Linked DNA regions of Mus musculus: region 1 is linked to region 2. The links are chromatin contacts, called in public Hi-C maps. All regions are on one chromosome and are shown on one strand. Each heading gives the region's core, a stretch centred on a gene start, on an enhancer-like site or on the middle of the called end of the contact. The rest is flanking DNA. Distances are from core to core; before and after follow the strand shown. Region 1 has its middle 76 kb from the start of Galnt18. Region 2 has its middle 19 kb from the start of Gm33098.

Region 1 (5,134 bases), core at 1,248-3,747, 660 kb after region 2:
CCACCCCACCCCCAGGCTCAAGTTTATCACTTGGGCTGAGCAGTGAGTATCTGAGAGTTTAGTGTGCTAGTTCCTCCAGTTTATGTACTTTTGAATAGTAAAGTTTTGAGTGATGATATACTTTCGGCATAACAGAAGAACTTGGAAGGAGGGAGCTGAATGAGAATGCACACCTAGTACAGGTAACTCATCTAGATGTGTCCTTTGCTTTCTGCCACTCGAGGCAGACCCCTCCCTTTGGTAGGTGGCCTTACAAGAAAAACCATCCTATGAGCTAGCCCTCTACATTGGCTACTTTCTTTATTGGTGTAACTAAATACCCAACACAAAGCGATTTATGAAAGTGTTTATTTTGCTTGTGATCCGAGAAGGGATACATCCTACTATGGTGGGAAGACATGGTGTCAAGACTTCCACATGCTGCTCATTTTGCATCCATAGCAAACAGAGAGATGGCACTAATACTCAGCTCTCTCCTTTTTATTAAATCTTGGATCTGAAGCCATGGGTTTGTAATAGCCCCAGACCTTAGTAGGTCCCAAGACTTTAGCATAACTGAGTTTAGTTAGCACATTGTGAAAGTACCATTCCCACTGTAAAACTCAGCACACAGACAGCACCACCTGCCAAAACTAAAATAAAGGTCTAATCCATCAAAGTCCGTAGTTATGGGAAAGTCTCTAAATGTAGTGACCTTGCTTTTAGGCTCCTGTGGTTCCACTTCTGGCAAATTGTTCTTGTTAATGAAGTATGTCAACCCAGGACATGGTTTTTGTACTTAAAAGCTCACTCTGAGAAAGGCTCAGTTCTACACTTGGATACTGAACATCCAGCGTAGCCACAGGCCAGCTAATAAAGACTTTCTATTGGCTTAAACAAACGTCTGAACAGTCTTCTCTGGTGAATAGCCCACAACAGGTCCATGCCACCGAAATTAAGTGTGGGTCCCCTCTGCCTTACCTCAGTTATATATAAAAAGTATGCTTCTATGTTGATTCTAAATCTAGTCAAGTTAATAATAACTTCAACTATCAAACCCTCTCTGAGCATAGGACTTCTAGTTATCTTGCATTCAAACTTCACAATAACCCTAAGAGGGAGCATTATCCCATTTTACAGATGAAAAACTGAGATAGAAGCTTCAAGAAAACAGCCATCAGTGTTCTGAACCCAGGCCATTTGCTTGTAAATCATGGTCATTGAACCCTGACACTGGCTAGCCAATTAGCCCTGAGAGACAGATATACAAAGCTGAGAAATTCAGGCCTCATATCCAAGTCTCCTCTTCCTGTCCTCACTTTGACTCAGTGGCTGCTATGCCCTCTGGTCTGTGTAGTAGAGGGCTAAGCAACATGTTCCCGGAAGGTTCTAAGCCCATGTGGAAGGAGACTGTTACCAATTGAACCAGAACCCCCCTGAGTGTGGACGAGATGAGGTGGCTATAAATAACCATAAAGGTGTGAAGACAGTCTCTCCCCTGGGGCTCCCCCTGCAAAAGGTTGATGGGAATTGATGAGGCTACAGGGACATGCCAATCCTCCTGCTCTCAGAACCAGGTGTGGTTATTTACAGAAATGTCACTTTCTCGGCCTCCCCTCCCCATCTCTGCCAGAGGCTGGAGACCAGATAATAGCAATTTACTGCAGCCCTAGGGCACAAGGCAATGAGCCACCTGTGTGCCCCACGCCTACCAAGCATGCCCTGCTCCAGCTCAGACTTGCAGAGAAAGAGAGGGGTGGAAGCAGAGAATCAATTAAGTAGCGTTCATGCAACTATATCACAAACAACCACACTAAGTCAAGAGGAGTTACTGTGAACTCCCTCACTTTCAAGTTCACAGTAAGGAAGTAAATGGAGCCCTGGACCAAGTCAGAAAACATGGATTCTGACCCAAAGGGGCTGTCTCTTAGTCAAGCAATGTCTGAGTCTGTGTTCATGATAGGCGATCTGATGGCCAATGAATCTCGGAGTCTGGGTGTCTGTGAAATGGAGCTAGGCTACACCATTTGGCAGACGCAAAGGGGATTTTAAGAGTAACTGAAGACTGGGGCTGTGAGAGGCCATCATTAATAGAGTAATTATCACATCAGTGCGGCCCCCAAGTAGATGCAACCACTCCTGTAGGAGTAGGGACCACAGAGTGGTCCCGGGATGCCCATGACAACAGCTTGCTAGTTCTCTGCTGCACTCAAGGCAAGAGCCAAGTCTAAATGCAATGCACACATCTGAATTCTCAGGGTACCTCAACAATGGGTGAAGGTCATTCTGATAGAAAAGGTTGTTCCTGCACAAAACAACAACAACAGCAATAACAAAAATATATGTCTCAGGAGAGAGTAAAACATTTTAAAGAACAGGGACAGAACCACCTCTCAAGGTTACGCCTGCCAGTTGGAAGCCTGTGCGGAGAGTTATCAAACCTTAACTATACTGAAGCGAAAATCGCCCAGCTCCTCGGTTGCTAAGGGTGACTTTAAAAGATACACCAAAAACTAAAATTAGATCTTCCACACAACCCAGCTATACCACTCCCAAAAGACTCCATGTCAACATATCACAGGGATACCAGCACACCGTGTCCCCAAAGTGCTTTTCGTGACAAGCAACTAGAGAACCAACCTGGGCAATTATCAGCAGAGGCTGATTAGAGACAATGGGGCCTGCATCCACGATGGAATGACGGTTAAGTCATTTGCAGGAAACCAGCATAGCTAGAGATGACTAGATTAAATGACTAAACCAGTCTCAGAAAGACAAATAATGCTTTCTCTTTTTTTATGGCACCAAGGTTTAATAGATACATAGAATCACATAGGTATCCATGGCATGAAAGTAAAGGAAAAAGAATAGAAATAGGAGAAAAAAAGAGGAGAAAGGGGTAAGGGGTGGGGAGGTAAAGAGGGGAAGGGAGGTCTGGGATATGTTCCATATACATTATACCCTTAGTTAAGACACACCAGTGTCTCTCACTTCAGGGTGTCCTGAGTACGGGAGGCAGAGCGTTGGGGAGGACAGGCTAGTGCACCACAGACATCTGAGTTAGAGGTGCCAGCCCTACAGTGCTGGCCCACAGTGCCTCTCCCACAGAGGATGCAGGATGCCGTCCTCTCCGCTTCTCCATGGGAATCCCCACCCTTTCCCATCAATCAAGCCATTTGCCCTGTAAATGGCAGAGGCCAGACTAGAAACCAGGTGAGTCTACTTCACCAGCACCGTAACACCCTCTCTGTCTGTAATTGGTTCCCATGGCAAGGGCTCAGCTCCTCAGGGATCTAGTTAGCGTCAATGGCCACAGGTGCAAAAGGAACGCCATCTTATCCCTACTAATCAGCATAGCCTTCAGCCACCTGGCACCACTGCGTCTCAACAGCACAAGGTTCTGCTTGGGAAGGAAATCCTTAAAGCCAGCCGCTGTCAACAGGATGTCAGGTCAGAGGGACCTGGGGAGTGCCAGTCTCCAGGAGGAAGGGAGACATCACCTTCCCTCAGAAGACCATTGCAGGCAGGAACTGATTGAGAATACGTTCAAAGCAGCAACCTGGGTTTATTTATTATTTTTTTAATTTAAAAAAATTGTATTTACTTAGAAGCATTCAGAATGTCAACAAAACAGCCACATTTTTTTTTTTTTTGCAATTACAGAGTGGTATTCAGTTAACAGAACAAAAATTATCTTTGTATAAGCTGCATCAGAGACAACTGAAGATGAAAAAATAAATAAAACCCAAAAATAAAACCAAAAGAAAAAAAAACAAGAAACAAACTACTGTCCCCATATATAACTAATTTGTGATGTGCACCAACAAGAACCTGCTTTAAATTGCCATGCCAATTTACAACCCCCAGACTGTACCAGGCAAGGTTAGTGGCTATTGAAAACACCACCAGGACAGGGCTGTCTAAAGACACATTCGGTAGTGTGTTAACCATACAAACAAACAAACAAAAAAGACACTGTACAGCTTAAAAACAAATTTTACATTTCAATTTTTTTCTTTAAAAGGAGTGAGTTGTGTACAGGGGGTTCAATGCTTTATAGACAAGAAAAAAAAACTGTGCTAGAACCAATTTATTCATCATCATTTTCATCATCTCCATCTTCCTCTTCCTCATCTTCTTCATCCTCCTCATCATCTTCCTCTTCCTTCTTTTTCTTGCTCTTTTCAGCCTTGACCACCCCCTTTTTCGCTGCATCAGGTTTTCCTTTAGCTCTGTAGGCAGCAATATCCTTCTCGTACTTCTCCTTCAGCTTGGCAGCCTTCTTCTCATAGGGCTGCTTGTCATTCACTGCAGTGTTGTTCCACATCTCTCCTAGTTTCTTTGCAACATCACCAATGGATAAGCCAGGATGCTCACCTTTGATTTGGGGGTGGTACTCAGATCAGAACAAGAAGAAGGCTGAAGGATGCCTCTTGGGTGCATTGAGGTCCTTGAACCTCTTTTTGGTCTCCCCTTTAGGGCGGATGTAGGTTTTCATTTTTCTCTTTCAGAATGAGCCTTGTCAGCCTTTGCCATATCTTCAAATTTCCCCTTTTCTTTAGCAGTCATGGTCTTCCACCTCTCTGAGCACTTCTTGGAGAACTCTGAGAAGTTGACAGAAGCATCCGGATGCTTCTTCTTGTGCTCCTCCTGGCGGTTTGCACGAAGAATGCATATGAGGACATTTTGCTTCTCGGCTTCTTAGGATCTCCTTTGCCCGTGTTCAGTTGATTTTCCTCTGCGAGGCATAAAGTTGCCCAGTGCCCATCAGGCTCTCACTTGCCCCGGTGCTGTCTCTATGGAGCTCAATGTACTGCAATGGCTGTAGGGTTTATTATTTTAGGAGATGTTTTAGAAAAGGGTTCATTCATTTGAGTGTGTATAAGGAAGAAGCAAAAGCCATACTTTTCACAGGCCATAATAATAAAATAGTATTTATTACCACTGTTTTCATGGAGGTGATTTGGTTTGTGCTAAGTGATTTGTATACATTATCTGAAATGTGCACAGGATTCTTTATTTTTATTTTACAAACAAGAGATTGAGACTCGGTTACTTCCCCTACAATCACCAGTCAAGACCCCACACTGGCTGTGTGGGCTCCAGGCCATGTTTTCTAGAATCTATGCAACAGCTTTTATAAAATTCCTTTTCT
Region 2 (4,617 bases), core at 1,140-3,639:
TTCCCTGGGGCTTCTGTTCACAACAGTTAAGTCATGGAACCAACACAGGTGCCCAGCCATGGGGGAATGGAGAAAGAAAACATGGTTTCAACACACAATGGGATTTTTCCAGTCATGTTGTTGGTAGGAAAGTGGATATAACTGGAGATAATCATATTCAGCCAGTCTCAGAAAGACAAATATGCTGTGTTTTCTTTAATTTGTTGTTTCTAGAATTTATATAGATATACAATGACATATTTGCATATATGACCTGAGAGCATAAGTGGAACCATTTTCGGGGACTGCAGGGACTAACAGGATCAGAAGGGACAAGAAAAGGGAGGGCAGGACAGTATGAGGGGGAGGTGGTCAGCATACATAAGATACATTCATAAAACTTTAAAAAAATTCAGTGATTTTAAAACTCTGGCTAGATCTAAACAAGGACTCATATAACCGTCAGTGCTTTTGGCAGTTGTCCCTGTGACCATGAGGAAAACAATTTAAAAATGATCCTACGAATAACAGCAAAAGGCAGGAAGATACTGGGTTTTTGATAGGGCCTCAAATCTACCCTAACTCTGGATTCTAGTTAAGTGAGTCAACACATCTTCAGTTTTCAAACCAAGCGTTTCTTACTTTTTTCTGTTTTTGATTTTGTTGTTCTTTACAATGGTGGTTTAAAATATAGCCTCACTTTCCCCCCTATATTCCTCCTTTGTGGAGCATTCAGCCTTCCTCAGATGGTTTATAGGCATAAAGGGAATGGTTGGGAAGGACCAGGTCTGGGGCCAGAGCGATGGTTCAGTGTGTGAAGGTGCTTTTCCCTTGGTGACTGAAGTTCCGGACTGGAACCACATGGAGGAAGGAGAAAACTCACTCCTGAGAATTGTAGTTTGACTTCCGCATGCATGCACACGCAACATGTAATAAATATATATAAAAACAAACCAGGCCTGATCTGGTCTGATCTGTAGAGGAGGGTTATTCTAAATGTACAGTGTCTGGTTAGTTCTTACTGTCAAATTGACACAAACCTAGGGTCATCTGGGAAGCAGGAACCTCAACTAAAAAACTGCCTTGCTCAGACCCACCTGTGGCCATGTCTGAGAGGAATTGCCTGAAGGGCCTGTTGTGGGCAGTGCTGTCTCCAGGCAGGTGGGCCTGGGACGTATAAGAAAGCTAGCTGAGCGCAAGCCAGTGAGCCAGCCAGGAAGCAACATGTTTCTGAGTTCCTGTCCTGACTCTCTCAGTGATGGATTGTGATCGGGATGTGTAAGCCAAACAAACCTTTTCCTCGTAAGACTGCTTTTGCTAGAGTGTTTTTATCATAACAACGGAAAGCATACTAGCACATATAGGAAAAAGGATAATTTGCATTTCTCATTAGTAGTAAAGATGGATTTTGTGTCCATATCTCATATGTTAGCTCAAAACTGTTAGTTCTGGAGGCTGAGGTGATGGCTTAGTCAACAAATGATTTGCCTGGAAGTCCTAAGAACCTTATTTCAGAACCTCAGAACCCACATTAAAAACCTGGGCATAGCAGTGCACACCTGCAGTCCCAGGACTGCAAGATGGAGTGTGGAGACAGGTGGACCTCTGGATGCTTGCCCGTCAGCTAGCCCAGCCTACTTGGTGAAGTTCTAGGCCAATGAGGGAACCTGTCACAAATGAAAAACAGAAGGCAAGACAGCACCGAGAGTCTCTTTTGACACACACACATCTATGTACCTATGCACACATGTGTATACACACATGTACATGTACACACACACACACACACACACACACACACACACACACACACAGATACACACAGGAAAACAACAGAACTGCTTTGCTTTCCTTCTTCTGCCAGGCCCAGACTCTGAGTATGTGTGCAGGTGGGAGAGCATTTTGAGTGTGCTGTTTGTGGCTCAGAGTCTGAGCTGAACTCATGTATAATGGTCTGACCACACCCACACTGGCTGGCTCCTGTCAAGGTTATAAATCTAGCTGTGCACAGCACCAGAGGTCAGATTGAATCTAGGGGTAGGACTGGTGGCCTTAGTTTAAATCAAAATGTTTGGGACTGGCAAGATGGCTCACTGGTTAAGAGTACATACTATTCTTGAGGAACCTGAGTTCAGGTCTAAGCTCACAACTACCTACTCTAGCTCTAGGGAACCGATGATGTCTTCTGGCCTCCATGGGCACTTGCATTCATACATACACATGCGTATACACACACACACACACACACACACACACACACACACACACACACACACACCTAAAAAACTCTTTAAGAAAATCAGGGTACCTCAAAAGGCTGCCTTCTTGCTCCCTCTGTGGCTCCTCCTATCTGGGCTCAGCCCTGCATTCCATTCTGGGACTCAGGCCAGCACGGCTCCATGTTGGCCTGGCTGTCTCTGATGTTTCAGCTCTGCATCACTGCACCAGCACGCACACTCTGTTGGTCTGTGCTCTGTCCTGTTCAGTCCCAGCTTTGGCTCTGGTTCACAGCCTCCTTTGCAGAGCCACTATCTGTTTTACTAATTACATCCCACTGCTCCTATCCATCTCGAGTCTCAGCAGTGGGACTTGATTCATTTCCAAGCATGTGCTTCTTCATGAGGGCCAGGGCCATTGCTACTGGTGAAGGGGCAGTGCACATATATTCACAAGACACCTTCTGACTACGTATGGGAGATGAGCTGCCAGGGCCTGAACATCCAGTTCCCTGATTCAAAAGTTCAGGGTGGGCTGGGATTGTACTTCTGTAGTGCACATATGGGGTTCAATCACCAGCACCCCTCAAAAGGCTTAGAGAACCCATTTGTCTGAACAAGCAGGGTGACTCTGAAGTGGACGGCACAAATATACTGCTTCACAAGAAATGAGCATTTTCATCATAAAGAGGGCAGCCATGATGAAGGAGAGTCACCAGCCACCCAAACTACTCTTGTGTACACTGTATGCCATTTTGGGAACCCACTGCAAACTAAAGAGAGAAATTTAGGGATCCTGAGTTCATACTATCAAGACACCAAGTGATTTTAGTCCTTGGATTCTGTTGTGGATTTGGATTTTTTTTCTTTTTTTGAGGTGTCTTCAGAGTGGATACTGTGGCATGACTCAGCCCAGTGTGGCTCAGAATTTGCAGCCTTCCAGAACAGGCTGGGAAGTCTCTACATCCGTACTATACCCAACCAATTAAATAAAGATCTCAGGGAGAAAGTCTCACACATCAGGTGATCAAAAGCCTGTGTGAGATCAGGTCAAGTGATCCCACTTAGTCCATAAAATCCTCTACAAAGATAATCTGAATGATTACTAAATATATTCCAAATGGTAACAATTTAGAATGAACATCTCAATAAGGCACAATGAAGAAGTTCTTGTTCTAGATTTTAGTAGCAATTGATAATTTCTCTTTATCATTTGAGTTTTCTTCGTTCTCTTAGGAAAAGCTCCAAGGTCTCTCTCTCTCATTCCTCTTCCTAGTGTTGAAAAGTCCTGGGCCTTTTCTGAGATCGTGGCAGAGATACAGTCAAGCTCCACCTGGGAAGCAGAGGTCAGATGTGAGAAGCACAAACAGAATTTAAAGGAAGCATTTGGAGTTGAAAGGATCGGGAAAAGGCAATAATAGATTAAAAAAAAATCCAAGAGCCAGGAAGCAGATCAGAAACTCTTTTGGAAAGCACACAAAAGCAATTTAGCAATTTAAAAAGTTCTAAAATTAGAGTTTAATTATCCATGCTGTCACCCAGTTCTTTGATGTTCTAGAGAACCCAAGCAAAGCACACTCGTTTAAACTAACACCACTGAGCTGGCTAGATGGCTCAGAGGGTAAAGGTCCTTTGCCACCAAACTGGACTACCTGGGTTCAATCCTTGGGTCCCACTCCATGAAAGATCAGAACTGACTCTTGAATGTTGTCCTTTGAGCTCCACATGTGAGTGTAAGAGTAAGTGAATAAATGTAATCAAAATAAAAAATAAATAGATCTCTCTCTCTCTCTCTCTCTCTCTCTCTCTCTCTCTCTCTCTCTCTCACACACACACACACACCACTACCACTGCTACCACCAAAACCCTCCACAGAAACCCAAACTAATACTAAAATACCATTCTCTAAATTGGACAGAAAGTGGCTGGGTGTTGCAGACTCACCTCCAGTGATTGGAGCCAGACTTGAACACAACCTGAGACAAATCCAGAATTTCCACTGCCCATTACTCTTTGGAATATTTTTTTTAAATTCTGTGGACTGCCGTGGATAGCTAGATGAAACAGTGAGAGGTCTACAAAACCCATGTTAACAGCAACAGTTTTAAGGCCTTGTCTCCCCACACCCCCTGCTTGGTACTTTTAATTCGTTTTCTATTCCTGTTGTGTCTAGCTCTGCACTTCTGATTTGCAGGCTAACATACTTTTTCATAACCTTCTGGCTTCTCATTTTCTATTGATCCCCCATTGAGAAAGACAAAGATCTTAGCTCTCTCAAGTTTCTCTTTGACACTTTCCCAATATAGTTCCATAATTTCTAGTGAGATAAATATTCAATTTTTATCTTTTTTGTTTTGTTTTTTCCATTTTTTATTAGGTATTTAGCTCATTTACATTTCCAATGCTATACCAAAAGTCCCCC

Evidence for each region. A called contact is a pair of places that touch in the nucleus more often than the background predicts.
Region 1: a contact with region 2 is called in a Hi-C map of cortical neurons, with 1.9 times the contacts expected there. The contact joins two enhancer-like sites. A contact is called at or near these places in 1 of 15 datasets of contacts at CTCF or cohesin (the NIH/3T3 cell line), 8 of 484 Hi-C or Micro-C datasets (cardiomyocytes, cerebral cortex, cortical neurons and 4 more), 2 of 115 datasets of contacts at active chromatin or transcription factors (embryonic basal ganglia and embryonic fibroblasts) and 1 of 9 other capture datasets (embryonic stem cells).

What each region holds. Positions count from the first base shown.
Region 1 is chr7:111,853,859-111,858,992 of GRCm38.p6, forward strand. It overlaps the pseudogene Gm45588. Among named protein-coding and RNA genes, the nearest start is that of Galnt18, 76 kb to the left of the region's middle. Within about 2 kb of position 2,498, at least 8 of the 459 cell types and tissues checked have an H3K27ac peak or open chromatin away from gene starts, as enhancers often do. A contact at or near this core is called in cortical neurons, where this site is marked.
Region 2 is chr7:111,189,477-111,194,093 of GRCm38.p6, forward strand. No RefSeq gene overlaps it. Among named protein-coding and RNA genes, the nearest start is that of Gm33098, 19 kb to the right of the region's middle. Within about 2 kb of position 2,390, at least 35 of the 459 cell types and tissues checked have an H3K27ac peak or open chromatin away from gene starts, as enhancers often do. A contact at or near this core is called in cortical neurons, where this site is marked.